Linked DNA regions of Oryctolagus cuniculus: region 1 is linked to region 2. The links are chromatin contacts, called in public Hi-C maps. All regions are on one chromosome and are shown on one strand. Each heading gives the region's core, a stretch centred on a gene start, on an enhancer-like site or on the middle of the called end of the contact. The rest is flanking DNA. Distances are from core to core; before and after follow the strand shown.

Region 1 (6,248 bases), core at 3,112-5,611, 82 kb after region 2:
AGTCCCAGCTGCTCCTCTTCCTATCTGGCTCCCTGCTAATGCACCTGGGAAAGCAGCAGAAGATGGCCCTAATACTTGGGCCCCTGCACTCACGTGGGAGAACCAGAAGGAAGTTCCTGCCTTCAGATTTGTCCAGCTCTGGCCATTGTGGCCATTTGGGGAATGAACCAGCAAATGGAAGATTTCTCTTTCTCTCTCTCTCTCTCCACCCCGCCCCCCCACCTTTCAAATAAATAAATTAATCCTTTTTTTTTTTTTAAAGCAATTCTGACACAGGTGGGGCCTAGACCACGTGCTGAGACTCTCTGTTCTGGTGGATACAGTGATAACGAGAGCCATCATTTAAAACCATCAGTTAAATCAGGTCATCATTGGTAGCTTCACAGACCTTTCAAGACACACTCAAGGCTTGATCTTAACATTCAAGGCTCTTTGGAATGTAGAGCCAGTGATTCTCAAATTTTAGCAGCAGAATGAGATGGATTTTGTTTACGTGAAGATTCCTGGGTTCTGTCCCTGGAGTTCCAGGAAGGTGTCTTGGGGTCTGTGTGTTTATTAAGCATCTGGAGACTCCTGGTGCAGGGGCCCTCTGACCACACCTTGATGGCTCCTGACCAGGAGGAGCAAGACAGACACATCCACAGCCTCCAGGACTGACTCTCTGCCTCTGTAGAACATTTGGTCACCATGCAAGGGTTGGCAAGTACAAGTATGCGGTTGCAGATGTTGTCCACATTAGAGGTAAAAATCGGCAGTCCACAGGCTGAATTTGTCTTGCAAATCTGTGTAGGCTTTTAGATTTGAACAGCATTTAATTTACTTAAACAGTTGCCAGTTAAAAAAATGTTAGAAATTTCATCTTAAAATCCACTGTTCCAGCCTCCCTTAAAGTTAAAAAGATCCCACGACCCTAGGCCTCCATTTTCCATAGCTTTCTTTGTCTGGAGTTGGCAGAAGCCCTGAGATGAGGTGTATAATCCTCACATCACCCAGGCCCCTCCATTCCCCACTGATTGCCTCTGACCCATTTTTCTCATTTACATTAGCTGACAGGTGCTAAGATAGTTTTGCCTCTGTCATATATTAGACAGTTTCCCCATGTGATTAAAAAATGTGTGTGTTTATGTGTGCAAGATCTGTCCTCAGTGTAGTTTAAGCTCAAATCAAAGAGGTTTTGTTTTTTTTTTTTTTTTTTTTTGTCATTACATGTACTTTAATGATATAATTGTTGGATACCCACATTAGCCCAAGTTTAGACAAAGATTCTTGGATGAAAGAACCATCCCAAGAAGAGGAATTCCAAAGCTGTTTGCAGTATGGTTATTTTCCTGGTCAAAGGGACTGATTTCTCCGTGCAGGTGCAGGGGCTGATGTACAACAGGAAGACCATCAGAAGGCAAGTTTCCAAGCACAGACTTCAACACAGCCTCACAGAAATTAAATTAAAGCCACTGATCCCCCTCTCTGGAGGCAACAGAAGGTATGTGACTAAAAGCAAAGAGACACACATATGACTACGTGTGCACAGACCGACATCTGTATGAGTATGGATGTAGATGTGTATGTCATGTATTAGCACACATGCACACAAATGATGCTGGTGGTGCTAGAAAAATCACACAAAAGAAGGAATCTAAGACCTCTCTGTGAGTAGCAGCAGAAATAATGGGAAGGTCATGGGCCTTGGAGTCAGATGGCCTTAAGGTTCAAGTCCCAGCTCCACCAAACTGAGCTCAACTTCTCCGAGGCAGTCCACCTCTCCGAGCACTCCTCCTTCCATAGTGTGACTCTTCCTTATGCTGGGGTGGTGTTTGTGAGGAGATAATGGGTGCCAGTCAGTGTTGCTTCCTCTCCCCAGACGGAACCACTGGTAGCTGCCCGCCTCGCTCTGCGCTCCGATGCCCCAGACTCCCTGGTGCTTGAGGAAGGAGCAGACTTCGAGGCCCTTTAATTTCCCACGAGTGGATCTTGTAGCCAGTCCAGGAAACCATGTGCCTTGGAGCCGGTCTGAGACCACTGCCTACCCATAGAGAGCTTTTCTGACCAAATTTTTCTGAATTCTGTCTACTGAATTTTGCAAATCATGGGCCCAACTGGATAAAATGGAAAATAAACGGAGGCAGTCTGATCTTGGTGCAGTGAATCCACTTCCCGGATCTGAGCGCTCTCACCGCTCCTAGTCCATGCCATCATTCTTCCTCTTACACTTTGCATTGGAATCTCTGTCTCAGGTGACCTGTGGTCAGGCCTGTCCTCGCCTGTGCTCACCGGGCACTCTCTCCCCATGGAGAACCTTCCCTCCTGCTAGCTGGGATGGCTCCTCTCTCTGGGGCTTTGCCAGGGCGGTGGACTTTGGTTAAGGCTGGAGACCAGACAGGTGACGAGAGTCTGGGTGCACTCTCACTCTCAGCACACTCGCTGTCCCACACCATCCCACCCTTCACATCTGCTTAGACTGTGGATCAGGTGATCTCAAACACCCAGATGATACATTCTCCCCACGGGTCAAGCTGGGAACGAGGCTGGTCATCCACTGGAACCCTCCCCACGTTCTGTTTTCTCTGCTGCTTCTGTTCTGAACAGCCATCTTTCCCTATAACTTCTGACTTTCATCTTCTCTAATCCCTTGTGCACCCCCTTTCTATGTATGGTGCTATCCTCACCCTGTACTGCCCCCACCGAAAGATCCCCTTCCTCTCACCTGAACAACCAGGCATCTGCAGCAGCACTGCCCTCAGTTAGCTATTAGGAAGGAAGCAAGCTGATCTAGCCTGTGCTTGGGAATCGGGTATCTATTCCATCTTTCTGGGTGTTAACCAAAATTGTTCCAAAAAAAAAAAAAAGCAACCCAACAATAACTATTTGTTGGCTTAATTGTCATTCATTTTTTCCATAAATAATGATAAAACCTCCTTCTTCACTCTTCTCCAACCCCCACCCCCGCCCGCCCTCCCGCCTGCCCCGGAAGCCAAGACTGAATGTGCGGAACAATAAAGAGCTGGAGTAGGACAAACACAGCACTGGCTTTGGTTCCTGACTGGGTAGCTTTGCATAAGCTACTCACACTTTCTGATTCTCCAAACCTCACCTTTGAAACGGCAATGAAAACGGTATCTTCCTCTTGCCTGGGGTTGTGGGAGGATTACACGGGTGACTTTTTCTTGCCAGTAGGGTCCTACAGGGAGCTCCCCAGGAAACAGTTTGGCTGTATTCTACCCCCTGGCATAGGGATGCTTCCCGTCCTCCTCTGAGGGTTTGTCCCTTGTTCCCTTTGGACAGCCCGTCCCCTTGTGACAAGTCCCTTTCTGGAGCCTGCCACTGGTTCTAAGGACCTCTTTGATTCCCTCCTTTCTCCATGCGACACCATCTTTCTTGAGGGTAGGGAGCCCTGCTAGGCTCCCAGGGGTTAGCACAGTTTTCAATAGAGTCGATGCAAAACAAATCTTTGCTAAATAATGGTTATTCACATAGCAAAAGCATTCCTTCAATGTTGAGCTCTAATAGGTCAATATCATTTAAGAATTGTTCGCAACTCCTCAGGGCCTGTATGAGCCCGACAGGGAGCTGGGCAAGTTCCTCTGCTTCTAGTCTTTGCAGCAATTCAGCTAGGAAAGGAACCACAGATGTGTCCAGCGACACAGGGCCATTATTCACCCCCAGGCTTGCTAAGCCCCTCCCCCTTTGCAGTGCCTCTTCTAGCCTACAAAAGCAATGGTAACTTTGGGAGTGGAGGGTGACTGGAGAACATTAGAAAAACCCTGGGTCACTACTGATAGTGGTCTGATAGCAAAAGCATGGGAATCGTATCCGATGTGTGAGAGCAGTCACCAGGGTGTCCACAACGGCCGCAGGGGCTCCATCCTGGAGCTGCACATCTCGTGTCAAATACACTCCTGACAGTGACCCCAGGCCTGCTCAGTCCATTCCAGCCTCTCTTCTCTGATACCTGCAAGAACTAGGAGCCTAGGGCTCCATATGACGACTCAGGGTGCTCAGCTGCAGCCTTGCACCAGGCACCTCCACAGCGCATGAGGTTATTGAGCTCAGAGCTTCACTCCCCAGTTAGAAAACCCCCACTTGGCAAAGCCGAGAAGACACCACCCACTGCATCATTAAATTATAACAAGCCCTGAAACTCACTCCAGAAGCCTGGGCCTGCCTGTCCTTGTGGTCGGCAGCAAGCATGTGATTGGCTGGCCAAGCTCAGCCTACCAGGCCTTATCTCTGGCTGGTTATTATTTGATTAAAGAGCCTTCCTCCTCCTGGGGTGTTGCAAAACTGCACTGGGAGAGCTGGATGCTTCCCCGGGGACTTTTTCTGAGGTTTTTGCTGAGCACCCAAAGTCCTTAGGCCTCTGGCCATACAAACAGGAACCCAGCGGAGTCCGACCTGGTTTTTTATTCATCCACAGCCTGGGGCCACCTTCTGCAGTGTCTCAGACAGCTCTGCTGATCAACTGATTGGAAATACTCCGACGAACACCACAGAGTCACCGGTCCAGGTATTTGAACGTTTTGGTAGGGGATGTAATTTTCTAGGCTGTCATGACATAGGGGTAGAATGGATGGGAGTGGGATGGGATGTGTTGCGGATGCAAAGTGCAATGCACGAGAGGCAAACACAGCAGAGGAAGCTGAAGAACTTGGAATCTTAGAATTCACGCCAAGGGTCTTGGCATGAATGGTTTGCATCTGGAAAGAGGTGCCAGCACATCTGAGATGCAATATTCACATCTGCATGCCTTTGCTCCCCAGGGAGTCTTCCCCAAGGTCTAGCTACTCTTGGCCTGCACGTAATCCTTCACCATGCCTCAGAGCCCCCAGATCCTGAGAGGGTTTTGGATACTTTATAATAAATCCAAGTGTGTCCATCAATTCTGATCTGTACATGGGATGTGGCCAGCAAGGGCTTGGCTGAGTGGCACAAATCCTGGTGATGTTGGCTACAGAGAAGAGTAGCACTGAGCACCACATTTATGAGAGTTTGCTTCCTTCTTTGCTTGAGATCTGTGTTTGATGCATGATGTCTGTTCTCATCCGGCCACATTCCCAACTCAATGGTGTTTTTCTGAGTTCGGGTTGAGCAGAGAGAGATCGGTCTGAAATCTGTCAGAGCTCATGTCAAAGGACTTCCTTGCTGCAGATGGACGCTGGGCTCTGCTTGGGGCCAGCAGAGATTTAACCACCTGGAATGAAGAAGAAAGGCCGAAGAAATGACAGACTGTCTGCTCCAATTGTTAGGTTTGGCTTGGGGTGGCTGAGGAGGGGAGGATGGGATGCACAAACAAGGAAAGCAATAATGTAATTCTAGTGTTGAGTAGAGAAGAATGCTTTCATGGCACATCCATGTCCTTAAACCTGATTTCTTTCTAATGCATTGTAGGCTAAGAAATAACCATGCCAATGGCATTTCCTCTTGGTGGCTGACACTGGTCTCAGTTGTGTCCATCATGTTGCTTTAGTCCTCACACGTTTGTATCCAGGTTGTGCCTGCCTTGTCATCTGCAGTGGGACCATACCACGGCCGTGTCCCCACAAAGGTTCTCCGTAGATGGAGGAGTCTTCTTCCAGCTGACCCCTCTGTGGTTCCCCCAGGAGCTGGCTCTGCTGTGGGCCCAGTGGGTTTCCTGGGACTACTCGGAGTAATTGGTCTGACAAACTTGTCATAGTGAATGATGCTCTCCGTTCATTTTAAGGGGAATGCCAAGACTATGCAGGGGGTTTTGTCTCCTGGACCTGACTCCTCTCTGCTCTTCCAAGGGGCAGTTCCCTTGGCCATCCTCTGCATGGGCAGGGGCCTGCTTGCTGCTTTGACCTCCTCCCTCACCCTTCTCTGTCTGTCTTTCAGTTCTTTGCATCCACTGTGGTCGCTAAGGTAACTCCTCCCCTTCTCCTCTCTCAGGAGATGTTCTGGTCCCAGGACCTCCCACTCAGGAAGACCTAACCTAAGGCCCCCCGTTTAAGGGCCTCTCATTAGCCTTGTGTTAGCAAATCATCCAGTGTGGGAAAAGAGCCGTTCAGATCATAACACAATCTTGCTTCTGCTGCTGCTACTTAGGTTGTCTAAGCCCTGGTTTCCTCATCTGTAAGGACTTTTCCCATGGTGTTACTTGGCTACAGAGATTCTGTGTTCCGTCAGTGCCAGCTGTGTGCCGATGGTGTGTGTGTGAGGCCAGGAGAGTAGCCGGGAAGGCAAGGAAAGCTGGCTGCCCTTGTGGGAGTTACAGCTGAATGGGAGCTCCAGGCCTG
Region 2 (7,060 bases), core at 2,202-4,701:
AGGCCAGCCCTTGGGAAATGTGGCCTGATTACGGTCTGTGGTTCTTCCTGCATTAGGTCCCGTGGTGGCTGGTGTGGTGGGACTCACCATGCCCAGGTACTGTCTGTTTGGAGACACTGTGAACATGGCATCCCGAATGGAAAGCAGCAGCTTGCGTGGGTATCATTTATAGCACTTTGTAAACAGTATCACTGTCCTGCCAGTCCTCTGTCTTTAACCAGCGGGTATTTTTAGAAGACTCATTTGCATTTTGTCTGCCGTTTGCCATCTGCAGGATAAGATCATTATCCACTTCAGACAACACTGATCAAGCTTGGAGAAGGGTTTCTGCACTGTGCTCCTGGGAGCTGTGCAAACACACATGGCCTCCCCACTCTCAGACTTTCCGTTCTCAACCATCAGACGTACTTAGCAACAAAATCAATTAAATGAAGAGTGGGGGTTGGACAGTTTTTTTCCTACACTGGGCTAGGCAGTAAATATTTCAGGCTTGATGGACCACAGAGTCTGTTGTTATGGCTCCAAAGCAGCCATAGACAGTTTATTAATAAATGGGCATGGCTGTGTTCCAATAAAACTTTATTTGCAAATGGGTCAGATTTGGCCTGGAGGTGGTACTTTTCCCACACCTAATATACAGTCTCTTCTTGGTGGTGCAGGAGAAATCTATGGACAGGAACTCCAGAGATTATCACATAATTTTACTTTGTATAATTTTGACTTATTTATTTATTTATGATGCAGAGAGAGAGAGAGAGAGAGAGAGAGAGAACATTCCCAGATGCTGGTTCACTCCCCGAGTACTTGCAATGCTCTGGGCCGGGTGTCAAAGCTAGGAACCAGGAACTCAATGAAGTCTCCTACATGGGTGGCAAGAACCCAACGACCTGGGCTGCCTCCCAGGGACTGCATTAGCAGGAAGTTGGAGGCAGGAGCTGGGGCAGAATGTAGAACTCCAGCACCCTAATGTGGGACGTAGGTGCTTTAACTGCTAGGCCAAACACCAGCCCTGGGTAGTAATGTCAGTGCAATGATTGCTACTAGACACATCTATGCCACTCATCAGTCAAGACACGGAAAACAGAATTATTCGGTGTCTTAACTTCTAAAGAGTTTAGGTTAACATCATTTTGAACTTGTAAATTTCCCGCAATATATGAAGACATTAAAAATGATTTCCTTTATTTCATTGTGTAAGTTAATCTAGCATCTCAAACACAGATTTTAGATCTCTCTCTTATCTTGTAAATCAGGGTTTGCAGGATAAATTTCAAGGTGGAGCTGCCCTAACTGTACGTACATGTCAGTGTGGGGAACAACAGTGTGGTCGTGTGTCTGCACTGCAGGCCCGCCCCAGGGAGTGTGAGGAGCTCAGTGACCTCCAGGCATGGGAGAAGCAGCTTGTATCACCCCGGTCAGTGCTGGGACATACTGAACCTGGACATGCTGGAACCTGAATAGCACCCAGCAGTGCCTGGGCATTGCCTGGGTGGTTGAGGATCACAGCCGAAGGGTCCTAGACTTCAGAAAGACGGTGGTTTGTCTGATGAGAGATTCTGGTGATCAGAGAATCTGGCCAGTGTAGGTTCCCTCGCCAAAGCAGCCCCTGCCCCACAGACACTCCTTCGTCCAGGGGATAAGTAGACAATGTCCTATTCCTGGCAGCGTTCCGGATCCACGTCTCTCAGAGCACTGCGGCTGCCCTGCTGGCATTGGGAGGATACGATTTGCAAAAGAGAGGCACCATTCCAGTCAAGGTAAGACCAGGCCAAGTGTGATCCCCTCCGCCCTGTTTGGGTCCCTGGGGGAGATGTGGGGAGGATGGGTAGGATGAAGGGGCCTTCAGGCAGTCATGGCGTAGAGACCCCTGAGGTCCCCCTGGAGGTTCCCACGACGGCAGCTCTTCCTCCTTCCAAGAGGACTGCCCATGGACTCCCCGGCAGGAAAGCCCTCGGCTCCCACTGAGCCAAGCCCTCACAGCATGCCTCCTCTTCCCCTGGTACACAGAGCAGGTCCCCTGGCTCCCACACAAGGCAACAGCAAATACAAGTCCAGGAGTTAGAAAGCCTTCCTTTCCTGATCTGGGTCTCAAGTGCCCAGGGAGGGGCGACAGAGCCCATGGGTTTGGTCTTGGAGGTATGAGGACCTCATCTCTGTATATTAAAGGGAAAAACATCTCTTTTTATTTTTTTCTGCTTCATCGCCTTCATCATGGCCTCTGTCCCTGCAATGCCCTACAATGTGTTCTCATATTTGCCTTTTGCCTGGTCTTTCTTGGGGTGGGGAGCAGGGGCAAATACTCCCGGGAGATGCTCTCAGGAACACCTGGGAGCTGTGTACATGGGGCGGGAGGTCAGTGGTTACTATGGCTGGGGCGTTTGAGTAAGGGGGCCCTGGAGAAAGAAGTGAAAGGAAAGGGGTGGCATCAGCTCTCCAGTGTGCCACCGCCGGCCCTGGCATACTCCTCTCCATCACCTCACTCCAGCTAAGAGCAAGACCTTTCTAGAAGACCCTTCTGTCTTGGAGTCCAGTCCCACTACTTCCTGGATGTCTGGTCTGAGGGCTTGGCTTTGTCAGCTGTATAATGGGAATGATGTTAACCCCACCCTTGAAGTATAGATGGAGGACTGATTCTGAACCCATGCACAGGATGCTTCTCTTGGTGTCCAGCTCATAGCAGGAATTAAACAGATTTTCTTATTATTTTGAAAAGATTTTCTTTGCAATGAAATTTCACCTCCAGTGGCCCTTCTGGCTAGGCCATTGCTGACTATGTACCAGGATACATCAAACATCTTGTGCAAAAATGGAATTAAAATGTATGTCTATGCTGCTGCAAAAATTCTGAAATCCATGCAGATTTTGTGTGTGTGTGCAGAATGTGCTTTTTCCATGATTTTTTTTTGAAGTAGTCAAGTAGGCTTGCGAGCAAAGCCCAAGACAATAATCAGCATTTTGTCTGGAAGGAGGCATTTCCCTCATGGAGGTGGCTTCTGCTGGCCCCACTCTGTGACACCAGCCTCTCTGCTGCCTCCCGCAGGGCAAAGGAGAGCAAACCACTTTCTGGTTGAAAGGCAAAGAAGGCCTCACTGTTGCAGTCCCCGAATTTACTGAGGAAGACGTTAACGACCCAGAGACCTTGTGAGGTACGTCTTGTCCTTTAAGATATTTGTGGAATCACATGAAAAGTCTGCAGGGGGGTCCCCTCTTGGACCCCTCTCCATATCCCATCGAAGAAGTGTAATTCCGGGGTCTTAAGTGAATCTCCCACTAGGGGGCGCCATCTGTCTGACTTTCTCTTCCTACCCCTGTGCTGGCTCCAGAGCCAACGTGGATTTGGATGAGCTGAAAATGGTGAACTCATTTCCGGGGGGCGGAGGGAGGGGGGACCAAGACTGGGCTCCCAGCCCTGAGGGACTGCTGTTTTATCTGCCAGATAGCCAGCCCTAGCTGCCAGATATTTCCAGCCCAGTAACTTCTGAATCTGCAGTGAAACACGTCATTCTGGGACCGGGAGGAGCAGGAGGCTGCAGCCTGCAGTCACAGGCGCTTTGCTTTGCAAGGGGGCTGCTTCCTGACCATTAGTGCTTATTTTCCTTATTAGCTAATATGCTTGCCAGGAGATATGAGCCCTTATCAAAGGGATCTCTGGAATTTGTCCAGTATGGGAAAAAACCTCCGAAATCTAGGCTGTTCTTGGCGTCCAGCAGAGCTGAAGTTACTGCGAGTAGACAGGCCCACTGCAGAGGCTGGAAGGCCTTGCTCCGCCCTAAATTCCCGGGAGTGCGGCAGCTTCCACGCAGATCTCATCCTGTCCCCCAAGTATCGCTTACTGCCTTTCCTACTCACCGAGCAAAACCTCTAGCTTGAATTTTAGGTGGGGTCTTTGATTCACTTACGAAGACTTCATTAAATATTTCCAGCACACAAAGACGAGCCCCTCTGTTCCTGCCAGGATTACTTCTCCCTCTTTCCAAAGAACAGGTTTCCGGGTCCGTTCATCTGGTGGTTCCTGTCTTAGATTTACGAGCCACTGATGCATTCTCAGCACTTCTTCATCTGCTGCAGCTCCTCACGTGCAGGCATCGTCTGTGGCATTGCTCCGGAACCTGGCAGAGCAGCTGGGTTTAGGGCATCAGGCCTCATGTTGGTGACCCTTTCCTGCTGAACTTACTCTGTGCCACCCACCACCACACTGTGGGGAGGGGGCACCAAAGACATGACATTCCCTTGATCTTTGGCTTCTTGCAATGGGGGAAAGGAGGCATCCCTAGTGCGAATGCAACTGTTACATTAAAAGGGCTCTAGAAGACGACCTGCAGATTCAGAGATGGCTTGGATAAGGCAATTGTCTGTTATTACCCCATATTTGTATTTTACTCAGTGTGTGTTTACTTCTAGTCCTGGCCCACATGCTTACACACATCATGTTTATGTAATTAGGACTTTGTGACTTCTGTCCTTTTCCTTAACCATTATAAACATGTGGCATCCAGACACATATATACAAAACATACATACAGTTGCACACATAGACATCCATATACATGTGTCATTTACATACATATACACACAGGAACACATACACAACACACATACTGAGTATACACACACATATCTGGAGAGAGAGACAGAGAAGTTTTAGGGATCATAACCATGGATTTTGGTGGAAGCAGTTTCCTACAGTCTATGTCCAGTTTTTTTTTTTTTCTGTGTCCACTGTGAACACAAGGAAGATTGTTTTGAAAGTATTTTCTCTTAGTTCCTTAATAGAGAAGTTTAGAGAAAGAAGGCATCCAAGCATCGTGGGGCTAGTGGTTAACATTAACCATTGCTGGCAAGAGACCTGAGGGCCTTAGAGACAGGGCTGACCGGAGACACCTTCTCCTCCAGGTGTTACACGTGTGGAATGGCTTGGCCTCCCTGGGTGGGAGATCCGGTCCTGGAGCATTTGAGACATTGCAGTAGGACGGGATGGCTGTGAGTCTGTGGTCTACATGAGCGTCTAAGAAGCTCTACTTGGAAAAGCTCCTGGGGGAGTTGAGGAATTGACTTTCAGCATGATATACTAGTGCTGTAAACTGTAGTCATAGGTTATTTATTTTAAGGCTTTTTATTTATTCCATAGCACCAGGTAGACACAAGATCATAAAACATGTTGACAAAATAAAGCCAAACTAACACAACATTGTTTTACTCTGACAGCCAAGGATTTATGAATATGGCTAGGAATGGGCTACTTAAGAGTTTTGGACTAGAACCAATAAAATACGTCTTCTGTCTTCCCTGACTACTAAAGACTCTGCATTCACAGAAAGCGGGGATCTCAGACTGGTTGGAAAACCAGCTCAGAGAGCAAGTTTAGGCTACGCAAGTCATTTTACTCTGGCCTATCGCTAAGCAAGCATGTACTTCATTTCTCCAGAGACTTGACTAGTAGTTTAATTTCTGCATTCACTAACTCGAGTTGTAAAAGAACCATGGAACTGCAGATCTTGCAATTTCTCAACATGCTACATACAGAGAGACAGGCTGACATGCATTAGAATCATAAACCCACTAATGAAGTCTGTATACAACCAAGACAAGAACTTACAACTCAGGCCTATAGTCCTGCAGCCAATTCTCCTGCAGGATTGCTTCATTCAATTTTTAGTTTGTTGACAATGTATATTGTTGATGTCAGGATATTCTGCATCCCTGGGGTCATGATACGAGGAAAGGTTACCATGTGATTTGCATTTGTGCTTCTGAATTTTGGTTGGTTCCATTCTCATGTTTGCAGTAAGTTAATGAGATAAAAACAGAAATGGGCTGGGATGTTTAAGTACAGGTTAGCTGAGGTCGGATCATTTCACACAAATGAAGATCTCGCAGCAGAGCAAATAAAGAAGAGTAGTGAGTGCGTAAGTCTTACGATGCATACGGTAGGGTCAGGTCACTGAATTCAGTGCACTTGGGTGTGGGAGCCCCTTTGTTGTCATGTTGCAAGCAGCAGTCTCATTTAGGCAATGCTACATTATGAGAATTAGATGAAAGGAAGGTGAGTTTTACTCTTTTTATAGTTTTATTCCTATTACATTTGCAATTTTCTTTTGATTTTAGGAGTACGTATCAACTCTAAAAATAAAAAGCTTATACATATCTAAAGTTTGTATATATTTAAGAAACTATAATAAAGACAAATTAGGTCAGTACTAGGGGCTCACAAGAATCCATTTCTTTTCTATTAATTAGGTTTGAGCAAACTATGGTGTTCTACTCTGATTCCACATCCTGGTTTGAGAGATTGGAACCCAGCGGAGGCTCAGCTCTGGTCCTTAGGTAGAATAGTGCAGCCCTGATGACAAAACCCCTTTTTGGGAAAGTTGCTTATTCTTGTGCATTCTGTATTTAGCATAGACTTTGAGCTTCTGTCCTACATTCTCCCCAGAATGCTTGGGTGGGTGTGTTAGTGTTTTAAGACTAGAATAGCTTTCAAAGGAGTCCTGACTTGAGTGTAGGAAAGGGGAGGGACTTGCAGGATCTAAGCGCCACAGGAAGTAACAAGAGAAAGTGGGACAGTACAGGGAAAACCATCAATGAAGTCACAAAAATTACTGGAACATGTGGCTGGCAGGCAACTAGTCTCTGCTTCTCAACAACGTGGGCTTCTTCTTGCTCTTTTTGGCAGTGAATAGACGTGAGTTGTCATCTGCTGAGGACGACCTGGGGTGGAGGAGCTGCCGTGGCCCGGCTAACTCCTATAACACGGCACAGATCGCCAGCATCGTGACCAGGTGACAGAGAACAGCTGTGAACCAGAGCAGGCAGAGACGGCACTCAGACACAGTTCTACAAGGGCAAGGCCAACGCTGTATGAATGAACCAGCCAACTCTAGGGTCTTCAGTAACTTTCCATAAGACTGTGCATTTCCTACAAAGTCAGTTTTGGGTCTCCCTGAGGGGTTCTGTAGTTCACACGTATCAGTAAAAAGAGCCTGGTGATAGATCTGGGTTATGGGTCTCTGATGATAAATGGGAATCTGTACTTTCATAATGTAGCGATGGCACATTTCAC

The links. Hi-C and Micro-C count contacts between places; a contact is called where the count stands out from the background.
Region 1: a contact with region 2 is called in a Hi-C map of liver, with 4 times the contacts expected there. The contact joins the promoter of GPAM here to the enhancer-like site in region 2. A contact is called at or near these places in 2 of 6 Hi-C or Micro-C datasets (liver and psoas muscle).

The regions. Positions count from the first base shown.
Region 1 is chr15:17,987,752-17,993,999 of mOryCun1.1, forward strand. GPAM (glycerol-3-phosphate acyltransferase, mitochondrial) reads left to right here and starts at 4,362. Exons shown (of 21, transcript XM_008270504.4): 1 at 4,362-4,501.
Region 2 is chr15:17,906,835-17,913,894 of mOryCun1.1, forward strand. It overlaps LOC100344092 (guanylate cyclase 2G), which reads left to right. Exons shown (of 22, transcript XM_051823695.2): 19 at 57-155; 20 at 1,666-1,757; 21 at 3,041-3,146; 22 at 6,674-6,989. The coding sequence ends at 3,145. TECTB (tectorin beta) reads right to left here. Exons shown (of 11, transcript XM_002718744.4): 11 at 5,098-6,793. The coding sequence ends at 6,744. Among named protein-coding and RNA genes, the nearest start is that of TECTB, 19 kb to the right of the region's middle. Within about 2 kb of position 3,452, at least 6 of the 8 cell types and tissues checked have an H3K27ac peak or open chromatin away from gene starts, as enhancers often do.